3 separate regions of the Zea mays genome follow, and all the other regions are linked to region 1. The links are chromatin contacts, called in public Hi-C maps. All regions are on one chromosome and are shown on one strand. Each heading gives the region's core, a stretch centred on a gene start, on an enhancer-like site or on the middle of the called end of the contact. The rest is flanking DNA. Distances are from core to core; before and after follow the strand shown.

Evidence for each region. Hi-C and Micro-C count contacts between places; a contact is called where the count stands out from the background.
Region 2: a Hi-C map of leaf shows a contact between it and region 1, with 7 times the contacts expected there. The contact joins the promoter of LOC100216636 here to the promoter of LOC100275474 in region 1. A contact is called at or near these places in 10 of 25 Hi-C or Micro-C datasets (bundle sheath, ear, endosperm and 3 more).
Region 3: a contact with region 1 is called in a Hi-C map of ear, with 3 times the contacts expected there. The contact joins the promoter of LOC100101536 here to the promoter of LOC100275474 in region 1. A contact is called at or near these places in 3 of 25 Hi-C or Micro-C datasets (ear, leaf and tassel).

The regions. Positions count from the first base shown.
Region 1 is chr4:182,319,946-182,323,063 of Zm-B73-REFERENCE-NAM-5.0, reverse strand. LOC100275474 reads right to left here and starts at 1,693. Exons shown (of 1, transcript NM_001149539.2): 1 at 97-1,693. The coding sequence starts at 1,128. The coding sequence ends at 208.
Region 2 is chr4:182,088,895-182,092,012 of Zm-B73-REFERENCE-NAM-5.0, reverse strand. LOC100216636 reads right to left here and starts at 1,697. Exons shown (of 20, transcript NM_001360066.1): 1 at 1,565-1,697; 2 at 420-731. The coding sequence starts at 722.
Region 3 is chr4:182,166,756-182,169,873 of Zm-B73-REFERENCE-NAM-5.0, reverse strand. LOC100101536 (growth-regulating factor 3-like) reads right to left here and starts at 1,682. Exons shown (of 3, transcript NM_001112552.2): 1 at 1,263-1,682; 2 at 182-1,150; 3 at 1-61. The coding sequence starts at 1,482. The coding sequence ends at 54.

The DNA.
Region 1 (3,118 bases), core at 444-2,943:
TTCCGTCGATCATGAGTTCACGACAGAGGAAGAAGTCCGCGTTGGTAGAGCTTGAATTTCAGACACGTACGTCAGGGAAAAAAGGGTACGTAGAAACGATTATTTAGAAAACTGTTGAGAATTGCATGCACTCGCAACTGCTAATCCATCCACAACGGGAAGGAGATCGGAGACCTAATATATAGTGACAAACAAACAAAGAAAGAATTACAGATGGAGGTCCAAGCTAACGGTCTCCTTCTGGCGGCCCAATTCGCACCTACCTAGCTTCTTCTTCTCCGGCGACGTGGACGAGCACGACGAGAGCGAGGGCGAGGGGGACAACAAGCCCATCGCGTCGTCCTTGCATGCCGCCGCCTCCGCGCCAGCCGGCCCAGCGGCCAGGACAGCCGCCGTGCCACCACCAGCGCCGTGGCGGCGGCCGGGCACGCCGAAATTCTCCATGGCGGTAGTGGTGGTCGTCGTCGCAGCGGGGGGCGGCACCCTCCAGAGCCCCGGCGGCACCGGGCTACCGTTGATTGGCTGCGACATGGAGCCTGGGCCTCCGCCGTAGGGCCCCGCGGGGCCGGCGCTCGTCCACATCGGGTAGCGCGCCGGCGGCGGGGGCGGCAACTGCAGCGGCGCGGGGTAGTCGAAGCGGCCGCCGCCGCCGCCGCCGAGGTGGTGCTGCTGCTGCTGGTGGTAGTTGAAGAGGCCGTACATGTGGCCGGGCACGTAGCGGTGCATGGCGAGGGAGGCCTGGAGGTGGGCCCGCTTGGCGTGCTGCCGCTCGCGCTTGTGCGCGTTCTGGTGCCCGCCCAGCGCCTGCGACGTCGGGAAGTTGCGGCAGCAGTAGTGGCACTCGAACTTCCTGTCGGCGCCGCCGCTCTTGTTGGCTCCGTTGTTGCTCTCGGACGTGATCGAGCTGCCGTTGGCGGCGTCGGGGGAGTCGGCGGCCGCGCCGGCGTCCTGGCGGTGCTGCTGCTGCTGCTTGGCCTGCCGCTGCTGCTGGTCGTCGTTGGAGAAGTCGCAGCCGAAGAGCCGGATGGTGGCGTCCCTCGGCTGCGCCGGAGCCGGGGGCGGGGCCGGCCGGATGAACGGCAGCTGCGAGAAGGAGTCGACGCTGCGCACCTCCTGCGGCTTCGCCATGGCCGCCGGCTCCGAGCTAGACGCTGCCGCGTGCGCCCCCCAAGAATTCTAGCTTAGCTAATTAAGGTAGCCGCTCGTCGTAGGTTGTGAGGCGACAAGCGGCAAGCTTGGTAGTATATATTTCTGTGTGTATATATGTGGGTGTGAGCTCGAGAATTTGGCTACGAGTTGGTGCGGTTTTAAGGGGGCGGCCGGGATGGGCGCCGTGACTGAGGTCGGATCGGAGAGCAAAGAGACGCGGGCCGGGGACCATGCAAGTAGGAGCCAGCCGATCGGGAGAGGAGACGACGACGACTCTAGGCTCGCCTAAAGCTCCCTGCCTCTCGCCACCAAGTACAGATGCATGGCAGTTGTTGCAGCTGCTGTGGTTGTGCCCTGGCTGGCCTGCTCTCGCTCTGCCGGTGCGTGTGCTAGCTATATAGCTATAGCTATTAATAGTCTCCTCTCATCCTCTGCTAGCTAGAAAATGTGTTAAGCAATTTTTTGTTGTTAAAAATGGCATGCAAGCTAGCTCAGTCTCCGCCATCTATCCATCGCTCTCCTCAGTACGTCCTCTGGATTGGCTCGAGGGTTTCTTTATGGGAGGTTGGCTTCTTTGGAACATATTGAGAGGCGCGGAGGCCACTGACCACAGGCCGGTGGTCCTCCTGGGGACGGCGACGTGCTTGCCCCTGCCTGCCCTTGTGTGCTGTTGCGTACTGTCCCGCCGCTGCTCATGCATGCTACATGACTACTGCATGCCAAGTTGTTGGAGCATGTGAACAGTTGCAAATTGCCACGTACGTACCTCTGATCTACTGGGTGGGAAAACCGCGAACGTCTTCTACTACCTTTTCTCACCCTTCTTCTTGGTAGAGCTGGTGATCGACCACAAGTTCCTCTCTTCAAATTTTTGCCGCGGGCTTTAATGCTTGGACGGGACTGCATGTATCGGCGAGCATTTTCAAGTCCAATGGCGCGTAAAAGCTAGCCGTGATCCAATCCAAGTGCAGTGTCTGCACTGCAGACATTTGAGCCTGCAGGGTACGTACGCGCGCGCGGTCGTCCGGCCGTCTGGGTGAAGTACATGCATGGCCAGCATCTACCGGTGTACATCGTCATGGCGACAGTGGAATAAAATCTTCTGCGTCTATCTCTTACGTTGCTGGTGCAGCTAGGCTTTTTACAGGCGGGCAGACGGATGGATCATGCATGGATCGATCGTCGCCGCCTGGGGCGGCCGGTCCATTTACAAACCGTCTCACCCGGCAGGGTAACCCTGCGCGGCCTGACACGAGTTCGTTGTTGTGCGGTTAAAAAAGGCTCCTTCGTGCATGCACGGACGGACGGGATATATGCCTGAGCCGCATGCTTGTCAGCAAAAGTAGAGCAGCATGGAGACGGGCCGAAAAGGCGTGGCGACGAAGAGAGCACAACCGCGCTGCGATGCGATGCGACGCGACGCGACAGACGAAAGCGGCAACACCTTCCCTTCTTCTTCGAGCGGTAGCATTAGCATATGCCTGCTACGGCTCGGCTGTACGTGCACGCCCTCCAACGCCAGGCAGCCGTGTGTACAGTAGAGCGCGTGCGTCCACGGCGACGGCGACGCGCTCCCCCTGCTGGCGGCAGCACTCCGGTGCGCGCCGCTGTCGCGGGCCGCGCTGCCACTCGATCTCACCTCCCCCTTCCCCCCTTTGCCCTGCAGCCCCACGCCCGAGATCTTGCAGGCGACGGCCAAATATTCTCGACCGGGACGGAGGCTCCTGTCGTCTATCTCCAAAACAACCGAGTATTTTTTTTATTTATTTAGCATTATTCGAAGGCTAAAAAACAGTCACGGGCGCGCGCCACGCAGGCTCTACGGCGCGAGACGCCCTCGCCACCACACGATCGCTAGCAGCGGCAGTACTGAACAGCGACCAGTGTGATAGGGGGGTAGCCGGAGCCGGTAGATATGCCTGTCAGTCAGGCTGGGCAGGAAAGGATTGACGGAGAGGTACGGTTGCTA
Region 2 (3,118 bases), core at 448-2,947, 230 kb after region 1:
GTTACACGTGTTCTGCTTATGGATTAGGGGTTGGGAATTGGGGTTGCTAACACAGGAAAACGTCGTGTAGGAGAGAGTTTGGGATATAGAAAAGAGAGAGCTTGGTTGTGAACATCAAGCTAGTGTATAGTGTCTAGTAAGCCTGTGTGTATATATATACCATAGCTTGGTAGTGAAGATCAAGTGAGGTGTGTAAGCTTGTTGTAGGAAGCTATAAGATTAGTACAGTGCAAACTTGTGTTACTAACTTACTAGCTAGTTGTGTGGTTGTAAGAGAGAAACAAAGTTATTTTGTTTCCAACAAGGGCTTCCCATCAATCAATCCCAGCTTACAGCTCTGACTAGTAAATTTAGTTATTTTGCTTGTGTAAAACAACAAACAGACAATGAATGCTACATAGGTAGAGTGAGATACACACCAATGACTTCATCTGGTACCTCGACCACTGCCGCTTTTGCGTTGTAAGGACTTCCGGATTGTAAGTTCCTGACAGGTCTGGTGCGGACGAAAACCCTTTCATGATTTTCGAAAAATGCTGCTGAAGCTTCTGCATTGGGCTGCCACTCTCATCTTTGGATGAATACACTACAGATGTCCGTGCAGACTGTGCAGTGGCAGCCGAGGCCGCAGCGATAAACGCTCTTGCAACCTCTTCGGTTGTTTGAATGAGGTTTGATGTGTTGAATTTAATACCCTCTGACCCATCATTCTTGTCCACCATCCTAAATGCCTGGTAATCATGCAAGCACGGAGATTGCTATTTCAGTGGTGTGATCGAGAGAGCAGATGGTAGTCATTATTTGTTAGTCACACAACAATAGGAAACATGAAGTAGTAGCACGAAAAACTTCCAAGGTCACGTTCATGTTCCAGTTATAGCATCTATCCAACAAGCAAATTGTAAGCCATTCTATCAATGTCCGCTTTGGGTCACCTAATTCCAATCATATAAAACTCCTGCCATCCACAGAACCTTAGATGTTCACTTCTACTAAAAAAACACCAAAACATGGCAGCTAAAACGGGTAACGAACAGCATGAAACAAACTAGTGTCTCAATCTAATATGCAGCCATAAAGCCACCTAACAACCAACTGCATGTACTTTGCTAAACTAAAAGGACCCCCCACTGAGCACACATCCCACTTTTCTGAGAGAATCACACAAGAGCGATGGCGGAATCTTAAAAGCGACAGCAAATCAAACGAAAGCACATAATTCTACACTAATATCAGATTTCCCGTCGCGGAGTGACAGGGACCAGCTCTTGTGGAGAACTGGAGTCTGGAGATGCCTATTCACAGTTTCGCACGCCGCTCCCAAAGGGGAAAAAAGTTATAACGAAGTCCACACACATGGATGTCGAAATACTGTGTCAGAATTGCTAGTTGACTACTCCAAAATCCATCAATCCAGTGTTCACGCGGGTGAGGGAAATCCGCGCACTCCAACCCACCAGATGCCTCAAAAAAATTACCAGCGGCGGCCGGGTAAGCAGGAATCGAATCTAGGCCAGCAGAAGAAGAAGAAAATCGGCAAAACCACCAAGAACAAATCGCTCACCAGTGGTTCCCGCGGCGGAGATGGGCTCGACGCTTCGCCCCGCGCTGATGTCTTCCTCCTGCTGCGTGCGGCGGCGCCCAAATACGACCCGGGACCGGGATCAGGACCAGCCGGCGGATGCGATGGCCTCCTCCCTCCCTCTCCCTCTCCCTCTCCCTCTCTCCCCTATCTTCTCTTCTCCCTCTGTTTTTCCCCAGTTTAATGCTTCGATTAACTATGGCGATTCGTTATGAATCGCGCAGATTTCGTTGGGTTTGGACAGGAGAGGAGAGATTTCGAAAGCGAGTTTTTCCCGTGGCGGAGTGGGACTCTGCTGGAACTGGGGCTCGATCTGCTGCCACTGCGCGTGGGCTCGGCTCGGCCGGTCCAGTATCGCGGGGCCCAGCGATGAGGAAGCAGGGTTCTAGTTGAGTTGACCCGGACTCTGTGGCCTCCTGTGTGGGCGGGTGCTCTCCGCGCCGCGCCTTGCGACGCGTGGCCAGCTGTGAGTGGAGCCAGCAGCGTCCCCTTCTACGTTTTTCTCTGGCTACGCTGTACACGGCGGCTGCCAGGCAGGCACCAGACATGTTTTTTTTAATGTAAATTTGCTGGGATTTTTGTTCCTAGCTTATTGAATTTTGATCCGAATAGTTTACTGATTGTTTAGGCTTTTTTATTAGCTTGTCAGTCAGGCATAGAAATACGCAGGAAGAGCCCTCACCTCTCAGGCTCTCAGTGACGTACGTATAGGTATTAGGCAGTGTTCAACTAGCCTTGTTCCAGCAAACAACTTTGTTGTCTTTTGTTCACTCTGATACCCAGCAATCGATTTTTTTTGTCTTTTGCTCACTGCTTGATTAAGATAATACGGCATTGGTTTTCCAGTCGTTTTCTGCTTGGCTCCTACCGAGCATGTCATTAGGACACTAGCGGTGGTTTGCGTTCTGGAAAGATGCCCAGTATATGCATGCTTATGGTCGAGAGATTATTCGTGTTCCTATGTGCATAGAAAGTTATTTCTGTGATATTTTGTGCAGTCCATCGAGGAATTTTTATAGTGATCCATCATACACTAAAATCCAAGTGAGGACCCGATCGGCCAATGGAATGGAGTAGGCAGAAATCAAAGCGATCGTTGCTGTCACTTTTTTCACTAGAACGATGGATTGGCCTGTAATCAAGGATCCATCCATGGATACGTCAAATCGAGCTTCTGCGTTTTGACCTAATTAGTGCTGCCGTTTATTCTGGATACGAGGAGGCCAGCCAGATCTCTCGCCACAAGTCCTTTACTATTGCTACTACTACGCCACAAGTACAGTACACAATCCAGTCTGTCCAGAGCCGTTACCCTACGGTCCAGAAGCTGGATCCATCCAGGGACATGTCGGATCCGTTACTCTGACAGTTGGATGACCCGTTGTACTCCTGCGCGAATCCTGCGCCTCCACACGGCACGCGTGCTGCGAGCACATGCATGCGACCACAGGAAGTAACGGCACATCTGTTTCCTTGGGAGGGAGGACACACACAACAAAAAATGAAACGAAATGATCAGGCCAGACGCCCAGGCCA
Region 3 (3,118 bases), core at 433-2,932, 150 kb after region 1:
GTCAGCATCAGCACCATACGTTCCGAGTTTCCAGCGCCAGGTTTGATGTGGCATCACTCGTCTGCAGATCGTAACAGCACAAGTCACGAAAAAAACGTTGGATGAGAACGAGACCGTCTAGTCAGCCATGACGATCGAGGTAACAACAGGTTAACGAACGAACAAGACGTACAGTGCCCACCGTTACGGAAGCGGGAGGTGACGGGGAGGTCGGTGGCGGCCATGGGGATGGACATGGAGAGCTGCGTCTCGCCGTCGAGCCCCATCCACGACCCGGCCTTGTCCCCCTTCTGGTGCGGCCACTCGTCGAAGAAGGGCCGGAGCGGCTTCTGCGCGGCGGCGGCGTCGTCATGGTCATGGCCATGGCCATGGCCCGACGACGGCCGCTCCAGCCGCAGGTCGGCTCCAAGAACGAAGCAGTGCTGGCGGCGCCTCTCCTCCTGCTCGTCGTCGTCCTTGCCCATCTCCACGCCGTACGGCGACGCCGCGCCGTGCCCGTACCCGGCGACGGGGAACAGCGGCGTGGGGCCCGGCTTCGTCTCCACCCCGAGCTGCCTGAACTGCCACTGCCCCGCCGCGGCCTGCCGGTCGACCCGCTCGCCCGCGCCGTCCGAGAAGAAGGCGTGCTCGCCGACCTCCTTGGCGGCCGCGTGCCCGTACGCGTAGTCCCTCTGGTCGGCGGAGTAGTTGTAGGGCGGCGGCGGGTGCGGGTGGGTGGTCTCGAGGTGGAGGTGGAAGGGGCTCACATGCTGCGCGTGGTGGTACGCGCCGCCGCCTCCGGTTGCTCCTGGGCGTGCCGACGCCGAGTAAGGGCTACCGCCGCCGCCGCCGCCGCCTCCATACAGCGCGTGGTACGGAGACGGCGTGGCGTCGTGGGCCGGGCGGTGGTAGGACGGCGCCGGGGATGAGGTGGCGGTGGCGGTTGTGGCGGCGGCGGGGGCCGGCGCCGGGGCCGGCGTGGCCAAGGACATTTCCACAGGCTTTCTTGAACGGTTCTTGCCCCGGTGCATGTGCTTCTCGCAGTACTTGGAGTCCGGGTACGCCTCCTTGGAGCAGCGCCACTTCTTGCCGTCCGTGCGCCGGCACCGCCCGGGCTCCGGGTCCTCGTCGGCCTTCCGGGTGAAGCCCATCCCGAAGCAGCCCCAGCCCACTGCATGCGAAAGAAACCGCCACCTCAGGGCTCAGGCGCGCGCTCAGCTAAACAAAAGCCGGCAACGGGAGACGTGAACGGAAACATATTAAAAAAAATGGTAGAGGCGTACGTGAGGGTTGCGGCGGGTAGGCGAGGGACGGCGACGTGGCGAGGGCGGAGTCGAGGATGCGGCGGAGCGGCGGCATGAGGTAGGAAGGGATGGGCTTGCCGGACGCCAGGCACTTGTAGATGAGCGCCTGGTGCTCCAGCTCCTGCCACTGCGACGCCGTGAACGGGTACCGCCCCGCGGTGGCCCCGCCGCCCGCCCGGCCGCTGCTCATCATCATCATCCCCGCGCACCGCCGGCGGCCTCTTTCTCTCGCTCCTGACGAGCTTGGTAGCTTGGCTAGCTACCCTTGAGACTGTAGCGCGAGAGAAGGTGAGCGGAGCACGGCTATGCGGCCTGGCGGTAGGGGTGGCGGTAGCGTCAGCGAGCTGGTGCCGAGGGATGGCAGAAGGGTTGGAGAGTAGACGGTGGCAAGAGCGCGAGTAGCAGTGAGTCTCTTGGGCGACGTCCATGGGGAAGGGGTTTTATTTGTAGTGGGCGGCGCCCGGCAGCAGGCTGCTGTGGGTCGCACGAGCAAGCCTCGCAGGCGCCTGCGTGTGTGGGTTTGTTGGGCCGCGGAAGAGATTTGGGCCATTGGATCGACCACACGAACGACGGGCACCGGTGCTCCGACCCAACGGCCCTGCTGCGTTCCTCCAACTACTGTAACGGGCAGCACGACCGAGCAGCAGCCGTGCCCAGTCCCCCCTCACCTCGTCAACAAAGGCGAGAGCTCCGGGACGCGAATCTGGCTGCTTACGCTAACCCGTCCGTCAGGCGTCAGACACTGTAGTAGGCTGTGTTCCGTACCGCTCGCTCGGTGTCATCATGGGAGCCTGGCAGGAGCAGACGGGACGTGCCGTGCAGCATGCGGGTGGGGCGTACGACGTGTGTGAGGTGAGCGAAGCAAGGAGGGCACGCGCGGCAGCGCGACCGGTCAGTGCCTTGGACGTGATTCTCCACATGTACCGGTCAGTGTCTGGGACAGTTCTCCGGCGGCACAGGCTGCCAGCGCTGCGCAGGCCATTCACAGCCGTGACAGCATGCAGGGTGCGCGCTGCAGAATCTGCCGTGTCCGCGGCTGCTGCTGTGCCTGCATGCAGTGCTGGCTGCAGCCGCGCGACGAGAGCCGACCGGGCCCCCGCTGCTCTCACAGTCGCGTCGCACCCGCCCACCGCACGGTCCACGAGACCAGCGGCGGGTACGGACGGAGACGCGGCGACGGCGTACGCCTGCCGCGTCGCGTGTGATTGTGAGGAAATGTGAAGCAGCTGATCTACACTCGTTCACGGTTGCTTATAAGTATGTGTGTTTACAGCTCTTCGCTACTTTTTACAACACAAGTAACAGTTCTCTGGTAGCCGCCCGTGTGAAAACGGCAGGTGCAGTGAAAAGGGGAGAGCGGCAACGCTGGCTGGTGTCAGACGCTCGCCGCGGGTGGACGTGGACCGTGGACGGGCGCTGCCACTGTGCCAGTGCCACCAGGTGCAGCAGGAAGAGGAGAGGCGCGGCGGGCCTACTGTGCCAGTTCGCATTATTTCTATATTGACTGCGACTCTGCAGGCTGCAGGTAGGCGTGGCAGCGAAGCGAGGGAGCGGGAAGTCGGAGTGGAGACAGACACCGATACAGCCAGACTTCTGACACCCGCACGCAGATAGGCAGATACCTGCAGCCACCAACCCCCAACCCGCTCTCCATGACTCACCAGTCAGTCATCACCAATACTGCACTCTCGGAGGTCGGAGCGTGTTTTTTTACCTTATATTTAGGCCGCGTTTGGACGAGATAAACGTATTTAGGCCGCGTTCGCATTATCTCTATTCAGCGTGTTTGATTGCAGATATTTACACCTGCATGTTTAACACTGATTCTCTTAGGC